Regions from separate parts of the Mus musculus genome. Here region 2 is linked to region 1. A link is a contact called in public Micro-C data. All regions are on one chromosome and are shown on one strand. The core of a region is the stretch at or near the end of the contact, and the rest is flanking DNA. Distances in the headings are between cores, read along the strand shown. Region 1 has its middle 41 kb from the start of Poc5. Region 2 holds the start of Poc5 (POC5 centriolar protein).

The links. A called contact is a pair of places that touch in the nucleus more often than the background predicts.
Region 2: a Micro-C map of embryonic stem cells shows a contact between it and region 1, with 2.2 times the contacts expected there. The contact joins the promoter of Poc5 here to the enhancer-like site in region 1. A contact is called at or near these places in 5 of 484 Hi-C or Micro-C datasets (embryonic stem cells, epidermal suprabasal cells, extraembryonic endoderm stem cells and 1 more) and 2 of 115 datasets of contacts at active chromatin or transcription factors (the SCID.adh cell line and embryonic stem cells).

The regions. Positions count from the first base shown.
Region 1 is chr13:96,344,865-96,349,048 of GRCm38.p6, forward strand. No RefSeq gene overlaps it. Among named protein-coding and RNA genes, the nearest start is that of Poc5, 41 kb to the right of the region's middle. Within about 2 kb of position 1,932, at least 6 of the 459 cell types and tissues checked have an H3K27ac peak or open chromatin away from gene starts, as enhancers often do. A contact at or near this core is called in embryonic stem cells, where this site is marked.
Region 2 is chr13:96,386,415-96,390,598 of GRCm38.p6, forward strand. Poc5 (POC5 centriolar protein) reads left to right here and starts at 1,880. Exons shown (of 13, transcript NM_026173.3): 1 at 1,880-2,117; 2 at 3,809-3,948.

The DNA of each region.
Region 1 (4,184 bases), core at 682-3,181:
ATCTGACAGGGCCTCCTGTCACAGACATTGTCTTCAAACTTGCTCTGTAGCGAAGAATGACCTTGAACTAGTGATCTTTTGGCGTCAGTCTCCCAAGTGCTAGTCAGGCGTGGTCTGGCACTCCAGTCCCACCCCACCTATCACATGGCATTTTCTAAGACAAAAGAACGGAAATTCTGTCCTTGTCTCACCAGAAGCCCCCACTGTCCTTTGACAGGGACACTTAGCAGCTCTCAATCTATGTACTACCTCAGACAAGCCTACAGATTGTCTACGGTGAAGAATCAGAAGACAATAAGAAAAAGCATACAACAAAGCTACCATGTAATTCAGATACCCAAACTCTGGCTGCCCCAAAGAAGAAGGATGAGATAACACGAGAGGGGGGACACCTGAAAGATTTTTTTCCTCTGGGCTTTGTTTTACTATTAGTCCTACATATAATCAGTGCTCTGTGATTGGCTCATAATTTCATATGCCTAAAGGAGACCACAGAGCAAGGCATCAAATCAAGCCCTGTGAAGCCTGATTCTCCAATAAAAGAGCAAATTGACCCATCTGGCATCACTCGAGTGATGGTACCTTAAATTGTTCCTCCAAAGATGACTTGACAACAGTAGCAGAACCATTAACAAACTCCTCTAGCGTCAAATGGCGCATATGTAGCCCCAAAGGAAAAATCAGCTCTCCTGGGCTGGCTAACATATCCTCTGAGCACTAACATATCCCTTGGTATCCACCACTCCCCTAAATGCAGCTTGCTGCCAGCTTATACGGTAATGGAATTGGAGGTGGTGAAAATAGTTAACTCGGTGTGTGAGTCTGTCCCTTTGAACTGTTACTTTTTACAATATTCTGGAATTGGTCATCTCTGCAAGCTGGTACGCCAGTGAACTGGTTGCTTCTGGGCCTTGCTTGCTTTCTCTGTTCTCTGACCCAGTGTTAGTCCCTGCAGCCTTGCAGAGAAAGATGATGCAGATCTCCTATTTGTGGCTGAGCACTTCACTGGCACCTACTCTCGGTGCCTTGATCATTTGTGACTTTCTGCATTAACCACTATCCACTGCTGATATTATCATCTGATTATAAACAAGGCACAGACACCTCTTCCCTCAGAACAAATGTGGTTTTGATGCAATTCTTACTACTAATATCTAAAATAGAATTATATTAACTACATGAAATATAAAGGTATTTATTAGAGTTATAAGAAATGGGTAACCACATGCACTTAAATTGTAATTATTATTAGCCTCTCTTTGTATTCAATTAGGAATACTTAATGACTAAATTAATAGTATAATTACAGAGTAAGATTAAAAAATATTTTTAGATAATTGGAATTATCTGTGGAGAGAAAAGTATTGGGAAGGCAGCATAAGATGGGCAAGAGGAGACAAAGAGAATGAATATGAGCAAATATAATGACGTGTGGCAACATATTAAGGAAATCATTTACTGTACTAAACAAATGTGTGTTGAAACCAGCCCTGCTGAGAATACTGGAAGCAATACTTCAGACTGAAGAAAGGAACAAACATACCCCAGAGGCTGTAGAAAGAAGGCAAATGAAGCTGTAATTACTGGAATACAAAGTACAACTAAGAGCATAAACAGAAAGAACAACTGCAACCAGGATGTACCTTTCAATAATAATTTTAAAAATTAATTCAATTCCCCAACCAAAAGACCCAGAGCAGCTGAATGGAAAGCAGACAGGACCAGGAAGCAAGCAGGAGTCACCTGACAAACAGCTTCACTTTTCTTTTTTTTAATTTAATTTTATTTGTAATTCATTTTTTACACTCCAAATTCCATTCCCTGCCCAGCCCCGCCCCATCCACCATCCAACTGCTCCACATTCCACACCTCCTCCTCACCCCACCCCATCTCCACATGGATGCCCCCACCCCCCACACCACCTGACCTCTAAATTCCCTGGGGCCACACAGTCTCTTGAGGGTTAGGTGCATCTTCTTTGACGGAACACAGAGCTGGCAGTCCTCTGCTGTGTGTGTGTTGAGGGCCTCATACCAGCTGGTGTATGCTCTCTGTTTGGTGATCCAATGTTTGAAAGATCTCGTGGGTCCAGATTAATTGAGACTGCTGGTCCTCCTACAGAATCCCCCTTCTCCTCAGCTTCTTTCAGCTTCCCTAATTTAACAACAGGGGTCAGCTGCTTCTGTCCATTGGTTGGGTGCAAATAACAGCATCTGATTTCAGCTGCTTGTTGAGTCTTTTGAAGGGCGGTCATGCTAGGTCCCTTTTTGTGAGTGCTCCATGGCCTCAGTAATAGTGTCAGGCCTTGGGACCTCCCCTTGAGCTGGATCCCCATGTTGGGCCTGTCACTGGACCTTCTTTATTTAAGGAAATCTTTCAAAGTGGGAAGTATATACCAGCTATGTAAAAACTGTGTTATATAGTAACCAAGCACAGGGTATGACTTCACTCCTTTTCAATTCAATTCAACCTGAAGTCATGCCAGCATTACAAACAAACAAACAAACAAACAAACAAACAAAAAGCATTAGCCCAAGTCTTACCAGAACTTGTTTTTCATTAGAGAGACAATACATAGTATACCCAAAAATCACTACTCATATTTTTGCATATTTAAAAGCTAAAATATAGAACAGAATTACAATCCTTAAAAGTCAAAAAAAGAGTGACCCTAAATCACTAATGTCAAAGAAAAAAAAAAAAAAGAAAATACTTCAATAATCCTGATATGAGTCTTGAAAGATAGATTATGAGGAAATGTGGCATTGAGAAAAGGAATGGCTTAGAGTTGGTTTAGGGGTCACAGACAACAGTGTTGAACTATTGAAAGTGTGAAGAGAACATTCAGATTACAGGGGGCTTGAAATGAAGTTATAAGGTTTGGTTTCACTAGGAATGGGCTCTCAGGAGCCAGTCAAGAGTGCAAAGTTGCTTGTGCTCTGCAAGTGAGCAAGTAAGACACACCAGGCTCCCAGGAAGGCTTCACAGTTGTACTGGCTAGTTTTGTGTCAACTTGACACAGCTGGAGTTATCACAGAGAAAGGAGCTTCAGTTGAGGAAATGCCTCCATGAGATCCAACTGTAAGGCATTTTCTCAATTAGTGATCAAGGTGGAAAGGCCACTTGTGGGTGGGACCATCTCTGGGCTGGTAGTCTCAGGTTCTATAAGAGAGCAGGCTGAGCAAGCCAGGGGAAGCAAGCCAGTAAAGAACATCCCTCTATGGCCTCAGCATCAGCTCCTGCTTTCTGACCTGCTTGAGTTCCAGTCCTGACTTCCTTGGTGATGAACAGCAGTATGGAAGTGTAAGCCGAATAAACCCCTTCCTCCCCAACTTGCTTCTTGGTCATGATGTTTGTGCAGGAATAGAAGCCCTAACTAAGACAACAGTAAGCCAGCTGAGGATGGTGAAGCTAAGGAGATGGCAAGCTCGTAAAGTAGTGCTGAAGAAGCTCTGGCACTGTCCTGGGTGCTTTACCTCTGCTTAAACAGCTCTAATCCTGTACTAAGTGACGTCATGATCCTGGGCAAATTGTTTGCGCTCTTTGAATTTTTATTTCTTTGTCCCAAATATGTCTTGGAAGCAACATAGTGCATCTTTAGAGATGATAGAAAGCCAGAAAAACTCTCAATAGATGGAGCTGTTTCTCACCACTCTAGCCTGAACCAAATCACATTCTCTGTGATCTACTTTTTGCTCTCCCTCCCCCCTCCCCCTGTGTGTGTGTGTGTGTACACCTCTTTGAGTCTCTATTTCTCTATCTCTGTCTCTCTCCTCCCTCACTGTGTGTGTGTCTACCCCTCTGTGTCTCTATTTCCGTGTCTCTATTTCTCTATCTCTCTGTGTCTCAGCCTTTGTCAGTCTGTCTCTCTCTCTCTCTCTTTCTCTCTCTCTTTTGTGTGTGTGTACCTCTCTGTGTCTCTATTTTTCTGTGACTCTATTTCTCTATCTCTTTGTGTCTCTGTCTCTGTTTCTTTCTCTGTGTGTATGTGTGTGTACCTTTCTGTGTCTCTATTTCTCTATCTTCCTATGTTCATTTTCTACCAGTTTTTATATTTGGTATCTTGTTGATCGTGGAGTTCACAGACTTGGCTAGATTGGGTATCCATACAGCCAGGGCATCTACCTTATCTCAGCTCTGCCCCTGCTCCCATACAGTGCTGGGGTTACTGACATGCTAGTCAC
Region 2 (4,184 bases), core at 630-3,129, 41 kb after region 1:
AACCAGGTACCAGCCTAGCTTCAAATGCTCTCTCTCTCTCTTTCTCTCTCTCTCTCTCCCCCTCCCCCTCCCTCCCTCCCTCCCTTCCTCCTTCCTTCCTTCCTCCCTCCCTCCCTCCCTCCTTCCTTCCTTCCTTCCTTCCTTCCTTCCTTCCTTCCTTCCCTCCCTCCCACCCTCTCACATGTTCCCAGCTGGCCTCTCTCCTCTTCTCCTCTTCCCCTCTTCCTCTCTCCTCTCTCTGTTCCCCTTTCTCTGCCTCTACCCCCTCCCCCAGGTCCCAAATAAACTCCCTTTTATACTTGGCCTGTCACATGGGTTGGTTGTTCTGGGGGACACCTTGGCAGGGCCCGTTGAAATGCTCCCTTCCACCACCCCTGCCACCACCTCTGCCACCACCACCCCTGCTCCTTTTATAAAACACAACAGGGTCACCATGTAGTATTCAACTGAACAACAATTATTAGAACGAAGTATAAAATTATTTCTAGTGGTAGTAATTTGTCTTTTAAAATAAGCTTAGGGGAGGAAATCAACACAGCTAATGCCAACAAAAATTTTTTGTGATCTTCTTCGTTATCATTCAAATATAAGAGCCAGTGAAATGGCTCAATGGGTAAAAGCACTTACCACCAAGCCTTATGACCTGCGTTCAACCCCCAAGTCAGGTCACACGTGGTGAAAATAGAGACTATTTCCCCTCACCACACACACACACACACACACACACACACACACACACACAGAGAGAGAGAGAGAGAGAGAGAGAGAGAGAGAGAGAGAGAGCATAACTTTTAAAAGATAATAAAAGTCTAACTCTTGACAAACAGAAGTAGGTGAGGCTGCAGCTGTGCCACTTCCGTATACAGAAAAAAGAAAGTGACATCATGTAGGTTACAAAAGGGGTGGGGGGGATCGAACAGATTATTCTTTTCTAGTCTGGGGTCCGAAATGTCTGTTTTAATATATTAACTCATTTTATCTCCCTAGACCGTATTATGTGGGTAGCATTACCGAAGGTGTTAATGAGTACTTACTAAAGCCAAGTTTTAAGTTGTAATTGTGTTCTGTCTTTTAAGGTCGCGATATTCCACCAAAAGTTTCTGTTTGCAGCTTACAGCAGTTAGGTCATCAGTAAAACTTAGGCTGGTTAGACTCAGTCATGTTGGTTTAAAGTAGCTGCCAAGGGCTACTTTGGGAATTATCTGTTGGGTCTGTGATAGTAAACAATTTTACAGTATTAAATTACGTTGCTATGGATTTAGAAGTGAATTACACTGGATTCTCCCTGTTTAGCCTTCTGTATTTTATTTTAGCTGAGATGTCACCAAAGTTAGGATCTATGTTTAAATTTTTGAATACCCCACACAGAATAAACCAAGGGAAATGCCCTGGAGTTGCAAGTCAAAAACAAACAAACAAGCAAACAAAAAACAAAAAACTTAGGCTGGCAGTTTGTTATACCCTCATCCTCATAATTACATTATTCGTTAAACTCCCTAACCCAAAACTAAAGAAATCAATAGAGGGCATCGGACATTTGTGTTTTTAAGAGAGCAGCTGCCGGGCCAGTGGCCTTGCGGCCTGTTATCTGTGCATGAAACGAAATCTCGAGGCTTTATGCCTATGTCATCCTCATTGTTGAAAATAAACAGCACTCAGCTTTCACAGATTTGCGAAGATAATTAAATTTGTCTGCAGTGCCGCCCCGTAGTAGTCCTCAGGCACAGAGCAGCACCGAGCATGCGCTCTGTTCTGGGAACTCTGGGCCGGCTTTTGCCTGTAAATCTCCTACTTCCGGCTTGTCCCGCGGAGATACCTTGGGCTCCGCCCACTTACCACGGACCAATCAAGTTTAAGATTGCTGAAGCTGTGGACCAATAGTTAGGGCTGTCTTTCATCAGGGCCCTCAGTTTGAAACTGTCAAGTGGCTGCTAGGGGAGCCGCTGTGCTTGCTTTGGTTGCGGCGGCGACGCCGTCTGTCGCAGCGAGTCAGGAGCCGAGGTTTCGCCGAGACGGTGGATCCCGGTGGCGGCGCCCAGGCCGGTTCCTCCCTGGCAGGATTGGGAGCATCGTCCCTGGAGGTGCCAGAAAGAGAAGACACAAGTGATGCGAACTAAGTAGGTCCTGTTCTTTAGGACGTGGGGACATAGCCAAACAGAACGTTGTTTTTTATTAAGAAAGAATTAGATTTAAATGGGGCCGGATTGGAGGATGGTGAAAGAAAACTTGGAAGGGCCTGGTGCTCGCCCTCTCTTTGCGTGCAGTTAAGACGGGAGAAGTCACCTTGCGGCCAGCTACACGTTGGTTCGTTCTCCGCCTCTTAGAGATTGCGTTTGAATTCCCCGAGTCCGCTTTTCAGTTAAGTTGTACCAGTAGCAAAGAGAAGCATTCAAAGTATCTTGTGGTTTCAGCTTAGGTTAAAGAGTGCCGAGAATGTAGTGGAATGGTGCGTGTCACCCTCTAAAGCACCATTCTTCTGAACCCAGAAACTGAAGAAATGCTACTGTTTTCGTCTCACGTTATTTCTCCTGCCTGTTTGCAAAGAGCAGGGATAAATGGCAGATAACGTATTTTCCAAAAGTCCGATCGCTTTCTGACCGCAATATGTTTTTAAGAAACAATTTTGGCGTCTGATCATACCAGCTCATTTGTTACTAAAATAATCCACAATTCCCAACTCTGGTTGCCTACCAGGTCTGCAAACAAGTCATAAGGGAAAATGTAATTAAAATTAAAACGGATCAAATTACCACAGTGGTTGATTTGAGACTAGTGAAGTGTTCATTCTTCGATGCAGATCCATGCCTATTTTATCTTCCCTGCATGGCTTAATGAAAGACAGTCACAGCTCAGACTTAGTTTACTTATCCTCTGGAACCATACCAATGCTGAATAAAAGAGAAATTCCCTTTGCACAATTCTGGCTGCACCCTGGCTTTCTATTCTGTGGTTTTCCCTGCATCTCTCCCTTCTTCTTCAGTGTCTTTATCTCAATTGTTTTCTTAGCAAACTATAATTGAGGCCTGCTCCAGGGGCAGCTGAAACTGTCACGGGTGTCAAGGCAGCCTCCTGATCTGCATGCTGGGGGCCTTCCTTGCCCCCTTCTGGCCAGTGACCCTCATACTGCTCTCCACACAATTCCGGTGTTCTGGCTGCCTCCCATCTTTCTCCTGACACTTCACTGTTCCTTAAAAGCTAGCAGTTTTAGGTTCCTCTTCTCAGAGCAGTCCTCTGTTAGGATTATGAACTCCTTTGAAATCATGTTTGAATCTAAAAATCCTTCTAGAAAATACATATGTTTATATTCTAAAAGTGTGTGCAGTTGTGTTTGGTCTGCAGGATAGCAGTTCTTTTACCACAATGGGGAATCCCATCCATCCCCATTTCTTTCGTATTACCCCAAGAGGTCAATGCCTCCTCAGTCTAAATCTCCAGCCTATGCTTGTAATACAGGCAAAGGCACATCCTAGCCATTGTGAATTCCAGTGCTCGGAGCTGGGTGCTGAGTAGCCAACGTAGTCACATAACCGCTATCCTTCTGTAACCACAGAATTCAGCAGATTGATTCCCAGATCCTGCAGATGCCTACATCTACAGATGTTCAAGAGAACTATATAAAATGGCATAGTGTAGCCTATGACATATACCACCCTTCACACTTTAAATTATGTCCACTTTACATAGAACCCTAATATAGTATAAATGCTAGGTAAGTTGTTATTGCACAGAATTGTCTAGGGGATGGCGATAAGAAAAGTCTGTGCATGTCAAGACCAATGTGATTTTAAGAAATACTTTTGGCCCACAGATGAGTAAATCCATAGGAGCCCAGGGATACTGACTCCTGCGTGCCCACAAACCCGATGCTCCAGAGGCAACCTCATGCCGGCACAGCTGGTACTGAACTTGCTGACCTTCCAGTTCCATTGTGCTACCGTCCTTGCTTCGGTGAGTAGTAGCATGTTTCATCTAGTTACTCTGGACACAAATCTGAGCACATCAGTAGTCCCCACTTGGATGTTTAAGTGGTCATTGGTCATGAGCCCACATTGTCATCACCGTCGCACAGCTGCCTCAGAGCCACACCTCAGAGCCCTTGCCAAGGCTGCATTCTGGTTTAAGGACCTCATTTTGTCTCCCAGGTTGATACTTAAAAGAACCCTTACTGCTTGGATTCCTACAGC